Regions from separate parts of the Sus scrofa genome. Here region 2 is linked to region 1. Evidence: chromatin contacts called from public HiChIP or PLAC-seq data. All regions are on one chromosome and are shown on one strand. Each heading gives the region's core, a stretch centred on a gene start, on an enhancer-like site or on the middle of the called end of the contact. The rest is flanking DNA. Distances are from core to core; before and after follow the strand shown. Region 1 holds the start of DHDDS (dehydrodolichyl diphosphate synthase subunit). Region 2 holds the start of PIGV (GPI mannosyltransferase 2).

Region 1 (3,544 bases), core at 424-2,923:
TATGTGGATCTGGGGAAATTGAGGCCAGAGGAGATACACTGACTAGCTATAAACACACATTCACATTTTGGTTTTAGCCTAATGAACATTGTATTTTTAAATACCTAGCTCCCTTTAAGTGAAGGAGGGTCTAAAAAAGACTTGGAGACAAACCAACTATTACAAAGTGCAAGAAAACATTAACAGAATTTTCATACATCACACTAGGGACTTATTACCAAAAGTCAAAGCTGACCACAGATGTTAAAAGTAGCACCTATTTTGTTTAAGTAAATGGTTTTCCTGCAAAATTGAAGTAATTGGCTAGGCAGAAACTAACCTGGATGCAAAGCAGGATGGGTGGAAAAGCTTAATAGACATTCATGGGTGAGTTACTCATTTTAGAGTACTTTAATCATTTCACTCTGTTGAAAGCAACTCATCAGAAAAAATAGGAGACACAGGTAGTGAGCTGGGGGTTGCCACTGCAATATCGTCCTTGCCTTGTTTCCTTGATAAAACTAATCCCAAGTAAAACTACAAGAAGGTTCTTAGGTAAAGTTTGTTTTTTTCCCCCTAATATATATATATTTTTTCCCATATATATATATATTTTTTTTCCCATATATATATATATATATATATATTTTTTTTTTTTTTTTTCTTTTTAGGGCTGCACCAGGGCATATGGAAGTTCACAGGCTAGGGGTCTAATCGGAGCTGCAGCTGCCAGCCTACACCACAGCTACAGCAATATCAGATCCAAGCCGCATCTCCGGCCTATGCATCGGACTGCTGCAACACCAAATCTCTAACCCACTGAGTGAGGCCAGGGATCAAACCAAACTCTTCTTGGATTCTAGTCAGGATGCTTACTGCTGAGCCACACAGGACTCTCCTATAATTCTGAGGAAACCAAACTCCCAATTTCTTTTGTAAGTTAGTACCTCAAACTTCTGCAACCCTTTTCCTTAAAGATTTGGTACAGAATGAATGCCCTTGATTTTTCTGTCAGGGTTAGTCGATGGTCTCTTAGATTTCAGAAGCCATCCTTCCGGCTTTAACCTCTTTTTTTTTTTTTTTTTTTTTTTTTTTTTTGAGTTCTTTGGGGTAGGGCCTGAGAATGCAAATCCAAAAATCTTGAATGCCTTATGTCAGCACAAAATGGATTGGTATTAAATGCCTCTGTGAGACTGGCTAGGGCTAGGAACTTCGCAAATGATTAAATCCACTCAAAAACCGTATAAAACCAGGATTTTTAAGACTTATACCAGAGTTCTAAAGCCAGTTCTGAGAACTTCTGGCTGGCAGGACGCTGCCTTAGCCCTTTTAAATCCAAAACTGCCATCAGTGGCGGAGAAGTCGCTGCCTTTCAGAAACTAGCCCTGTAACCTAACCGGCCGGAAGGTCTACAGACTTCTGGGCTCTCTCAGGTGGTCCGAACCCTGCCTTCCTCAGCCCTGTTCTCAGCACGCGGCCCATAGGAGTGCCCTCCCAGTTCCGTCACGCGAGCGCAACTTTTCCCCTTTGCCCCGCCCCTCCCCGGGAATGTGAACTGCCAGGAACTCTCGCGCCTCTCCTCCTCCGAACGCGCAGGCGCAGGCCAGGGCCCCGCCCGTTAGGTGACCGGAGGGGCGTGTCCCAGCGCCCGTCGATGACGTGTTCTTCCAGCGCCACATCGTGAGAAAGTGTCCGTCCACTAGAGCGATTGGAAGGCGCCGGCGGAACCTGTCAAGGTGCTGTGTTCAAGGGGTGGGCTAGAGGAGAGAGATGACTGGACTGGAGGCAGCTGTGGTAGGGACAAAGAAGGCAGTGGAAGAGACAAGTGAGGGAGTAAGGGAGTAAATAATTGGGAAACCTCTCAGGTAAGAGGGGTAACGGGTGCTACAGCTGAAGGGGTTAGTGACCTGGAGCGCCGAGAGTAGGAAACGGCCTGGGGAGAAGATGAAGAAGGAAGAAGGGGAAAGGATCAGGGTATAGACAACACAATGTGGATGTGGCAGGAAGCAGGCTTACATGTTCACAAAAAGGCAATGCAGACACAGAAAAAAAGGGGATGGGAGCAAAGTCCACCAAGCTCAGAGACACAAGGAAAGGCCTCTGTCCCAAAAGTCCCATTGGCTTATAAACTCTGGGTGGTGAAAGACTAGAGGTTTAGACCAGCATTTTTGGATTCTAATGCTGGCCACTCTATACTGTTCTGGTGAATCTCTGCAAGTCAGCCATGGTTGTTTGCAAGCCATGGAGACGTCTGATTCTCTTTCTTGTTTATACAAGGTGACCTGGTTGGTGTCTAATTGTTCTTTGCTTCTCCAGCTGGCGCAAGAACTATGTCATGGATCAAGGAAGGAGAGCTGTCATTTTGGGAGCGGTTCTGTGCAAATATTATAAAGGTGAGCAATGGCCCACAGCACCATTTGGCTTTCTGGTCAATTGTGTAATCTTATATCAAAACCTGTTGTTAAAATTGAGTAATCCATGATGTTTATGGATTTGTGATAAAATTTAGTAATGGTGTCAAAGTCAGAATTGCAGGTAAGTTCCAGGTCTACCTTTCCGGAAGATCATTGCCCTAGTTCTCACATTTTCAGGAAGGCCGGGACCTCCCAATATCGATGGGTAGCATAGACCTTAACTTGAAATTTGTTTCCTTAGAAATTTGATCTGTTATTCCTAGTAGTATCCTCTGGGTCTAGATAAAATAGTTTTTCCCTGATGTGGCAATAGAGTGTAATGGTTAAGACTTGGGGCTCTGTAGGCAGAGAATGAATGGAAGTCCTGTTCTTTTTTTTTTTTTTTTTTTTTTGTCTTTTGTCCTTTTAGGGCCACACCCGCGGTATATGGAGTTTCCCAGGCAAGGGGTCTAATCGGAGCTACAGCTGCCAGCCTACACCACAGCCGCAGCAATGCTAGATCCGAGCCGCAAAATCATGGTTCCTGGTTGTATTCGTTTCCGCTGTGCCATGACGGGAACTCCCTGTTCTATCATTTATTAACCATGTGGCTTTCTATGGTCGTTTTGAGTTTTAAGGAAACTAATAAAATCAGCACAAGTTCTTAATTATTATTACGGCTGTCTTTCAACCATTTGAAGACTACAGACACTCTGTTTCCTACACTCCCCTGGGTTTTCTAGATCTTCCGTCTGCTTTTTCTCTAGGAATCACAACTGTGTTATATCCTCCGTATATGAAAAGTTTGAAATTGGAGCCAGTCAGCTTGGTTTTATTTTTCAGCCTCAGGCTCTCAAGCAGCAGTAGCAATGAATTTATGAGTCATTAAGCTTTGTATCCACACACATACTTCCACACAAATGCCAAGTGATGTCAGGCAGGCCAGCAAATGAAGAGCAACTTCTCAGGGAACCTCTGTGGTCATGTGTTGGAAAGAAGAAGCTGCATGACTTGACTGGAATTTTTTTTTTTTTCTTTTTACAGCCACACCCACAGCATATGGAAGTTCCTAGGCTAGGGTTGATTCAGAACTGCAGCTGCCAGTCTGTGCCACAGCCATAGCCACACCAGATCTGAGCCACAAATGCAACTTACCTTGCAGCTTGCAGCAA
Region 2 (3,314 bases), core at 812-3,311, 310 kb after region 1:
GACCTGAATGTAGTGGGCTGGCCAAGGGGTGGTTGGCAGTGAAGCATTTCAAGCATGGTAAACAGCAAGATCAGAGCCAGGCAAGTTCAAGAAACAGAAATGTAACTCTTACATTCTAGGACCCTACTAATAGTAATGCACCGCTTGCATTGTTCAGTTGGGAATTTGAATTATGAGAGTTTTTCTTGGTGGTGTAGGATATTTGCTGCTGCTTTTTTTTTTTTTTTTTTCCTTTGGTATTTCCTTCTTAATATAAGTGGCTGGGTGGTGGAGAATAATTTGGGAGCCCTGGGATACATCTCTGCCTCCCTGGCTCTCCCACAGTGCTGGCCGCTCAGCTGGTTCCCCGTGTAGATACAGGCTCCATTTTAGCTGCAGACTCTAAACGCAGACTGGAGTGAGCTGCCTCCTCCACTACTTACTCACAGCCTTGGAGGCCCAGAACCCCCCTCCCATCCCACCTAGTCTTCTTCCATTCTGATAAGCCAGAGCTTTCAGAGCAGAGATTCAGCTTCCTTGTTTTCCAGTCGGAGCAGGAGCCAGAAAATGAAACAGGAAACAGAGCGGAAGAGGAGGGGGTGGGTAGTTGAGAAGGAAAGGAAGGAGAAATTGCAAGAAAGTAGAGCTGAAGATCTGAAGGATGACAGCTGAGCTTTAGAAAACATTCTGACTTGTCAGAAGAGGCCCCTGTCCTTTTTACAAATAGATTTTTGAGGAAACTTGATGTGGACAGAGGGAACCTTAAGAATGCATGTCTTTCTCACAAAGGAAGGATAGTTCATTTCTCAATTTTGTTTCTGCAAACAGAGTGCTGCTTGGAGCCTCATAGACTTCTAGAGATTCAAGCCACAACCTTAGGCCCCAGTCAGCAGTGTGCCCCACAGCTTTGCTGATTCACTCACATGCCTCTGGAGCTTTTGAGAACAAGGTATGTCACCATAAAACCTGGGAGAAGAGTCTTTTAAACTCCATTTTACCCCTTCTCCTCCAACACACCAGGATGAAAATGTGATTTATCCACCTTAAACGCAACAAAACCTGAGGAAGTTTAGGTCTCAGGACCTAAAATGAGCAATAAAGAATCAAAAGATCCAGTCTCTGGCCCCCCAGAACTGCTGTGGGCTAGTTGTCATTGCTTGGAGAGATAGCAAACAGTTCTTTTGTTCCCACCCTATTAGCTGCTGCGGAAGATAAACCCCTCCCTCAGCCAGGGCTGTGGCCAGAAGCTAACACAGACCCTAGCTTCGTTTGGAGGGCAGATAACTGAAACCACAGAGGGCTTTGGAATCCTGAGAAATGAGAAATCCACCAACGGAGAAGGATTTATTATCTATTTCCTTTAAGGAGGGTGCAAAGTTGTTCTAACAGTTTCCGTTACAGGGGCACCAACTGGCCGCTCCTCCCTAACAGACAGTTTTGTTGAGTTAGCTGCTTCTTCTTTTTTTTTTTTCTTTTTTGGCCCCGCTTCCTACGAGAGAAACTGCTTGAAGGAGTCCCGGGGCGGTGTGGGGGGGTCCTCTAAAGTTTCCTTCACCATCCTCATTAGTCACCTGAGCTGGGGCTGAGGACCGAAGCAGGACAGGTCTTTAGTAGCTGGAGGAGGGGAAAGCCAGGGGGAACCCCCACTTTCTTCACAACCAGGACGCACGGTGCCGCTGCTGGCCACAGAAACCCCAAAAGGCTTCTTTTTCTATTCAAAGAAGAACAGCTATTGCTCCAGGCCCTGTGCTGACCTGTTGTTGCCGAACAGCAGGGAAAGTGCGGCTCGGGCTTCTGCGAAGAGGCCGCAGGGCAGCCCCCAACTCCGAGAGCCTCGGCCCACAGGGCAACTCAGTTGGTGTTTGCGGGGCGGAACTGGGCCAAGAGCATCGACTCTAAGCCAGCAGCCCCGACGGGCTAAATGAAGGCGGGGGAAGGGGCTTGAGGAGTTGGAATTCCTCAGGTGTCACCAAGGCAGGAAGGTGCCAATGCGGGGGTGGGGTGGGGGTGGGGTTGGCGCGGAACCGCGAGATCCTTCGTCCCCGCCCCACTCGCCCGGAGTCAACATGGCCGCCGCGGAGGGGGGCGGGGCAGCTCAGAATCCCGGCAGGAGCGGGGCGGGGCCGCCATCGGCGGAGCCAGTGCGCAGGCGCGACCGCTCGGGGCCCCGGATGGACGAGCTAAGGTTCGGGCCCCGCCTGGGAGGTTGAGAGCAGCGGGTGCCGGGGACCCGGCGCCAGCTTGGGAGCCTAGGAGTTCCAGGGGGAGGGAAGTTGTCAAACGGAGGCCGAGGGAAATGAGGCGGAGGCCGCGAGAAGCGAGGAGCCCCGCCCCTCCGCCATAGCGGCCTCCCAGTGCCGCCTCTTCCTTTACAGCCTGCAGCCCGCCCCTGCCTTCCGGCCCTAGGCCGGACCGGGCCCCACCGGTTCCCTCGGGAGTTAACCGCTGAGCCGTGTCCCCTTTGTGGAGAGGAGATGCCCAGTCCCTGGTTGGGACTACGTCCGAAAAGGAGAACGCGAGAACGGGCTTCGGACCCGGCTGGGCTTGGGAAAGATGGCCTCTGCCTCGCGGCAGCTAGCAAAACCTCTGGTCCTGAGGACCTTGGGTCAGAGCGACCTCCCTACCCCACAGAGGATGTTAATCTTATCCAGAGAAACTAGGGCTCCAATTCCACAGGTTTTCCTATCGGCCCAGATTGGGCCCTCCCTGCCTTGAGTACAAACAGCAAGAGCTTGCGCTGTCAGACAAGTACTGGGCTTGGAGACCCGGCTTGTAATCCAGTTTCTGGAAGACTGCAACCCTTTTGGCAGGAGTGAGGGCTGGTAGACTATGAGGTTTCAGAAGGGAAAAAAAGGAAAAGAAAAGACATTCTCTTTAAATATTGCTTTGGCTGTGCCACCTGACCCCAGCGAGCCTCAGTTTCCACATCCATAAAATGGCGATTGTAATTACACAGGCCTCATGGGGTGTAATGAGATCTCTGGTGGAAAAACTCTGGAGATTTTATTACCCTGGGCATATTTATCTCACAGGAAAACAGGGTAAAACTGGTTGCTCTCTAAGTGCCCTGCCAGTTCAGAATCTGTGATTTCGTTAGAGGGGTTGTTGGGAAGTGAGGCCCTCAATGAGCAGAGAGGGAGCTCACTGGTTTTATTTTCACTCGGTTTACCTGTAAGTTAAGGGTAGGCTGCACGTCTTCTGTTGTCGCTGGGTCTAGAGCTTGACTCTAGAGAGAGGAAAGGAAGAATGGAAGCCTGGTGAAGAGGCAGAGGTGGGTTACGTGCTCTTCTGTTCCCAACTCCTCTGCATGTGGGTGGGAAGTGAAAGAAGGGAAA

What was found. HiChIP or PLAC-seq counts read pairs in DNA pulled down with a chosen protein or histone mark.
Region 2: an H3K27ac HiChIP or PLAC-seq map of alveolar macrophages shows a contact between it and region 1. The contact joins the promoter of PIGV here to the promoter of DHDDS in region 1. A contact is called at or near these places in 1 of 5 promoter capture datasets (fetal liver) and 1 of 2 datasets of contacts at active chromatin or transcription factors (alveolar macrophages).

What each region holds. Positions count from the first base shown.
Region 1 is chr6:83,821,589-83,825,132 of Sscrofa11.1, forward strand. DHDDS (dehydrodolichyl diphosphate synthase subunit) reads left to right here and starts at 1,674. Exons shown (of 9, transcript NM_001244123.1): 1 at 1,674-1,715; 2 at 2,296-2,372. The coding sequence starts at 2,310.
Region 2 is chr6:84,127,850-84,131,163 of Sscrofa11.1, forward strand. It overlaps PIGV (GPI mannosyltransferase 2), which reads left to right and starts at 2,062. Exons shown (of 4, transcript XM_003356221.4): 1 at 2,062-2,164.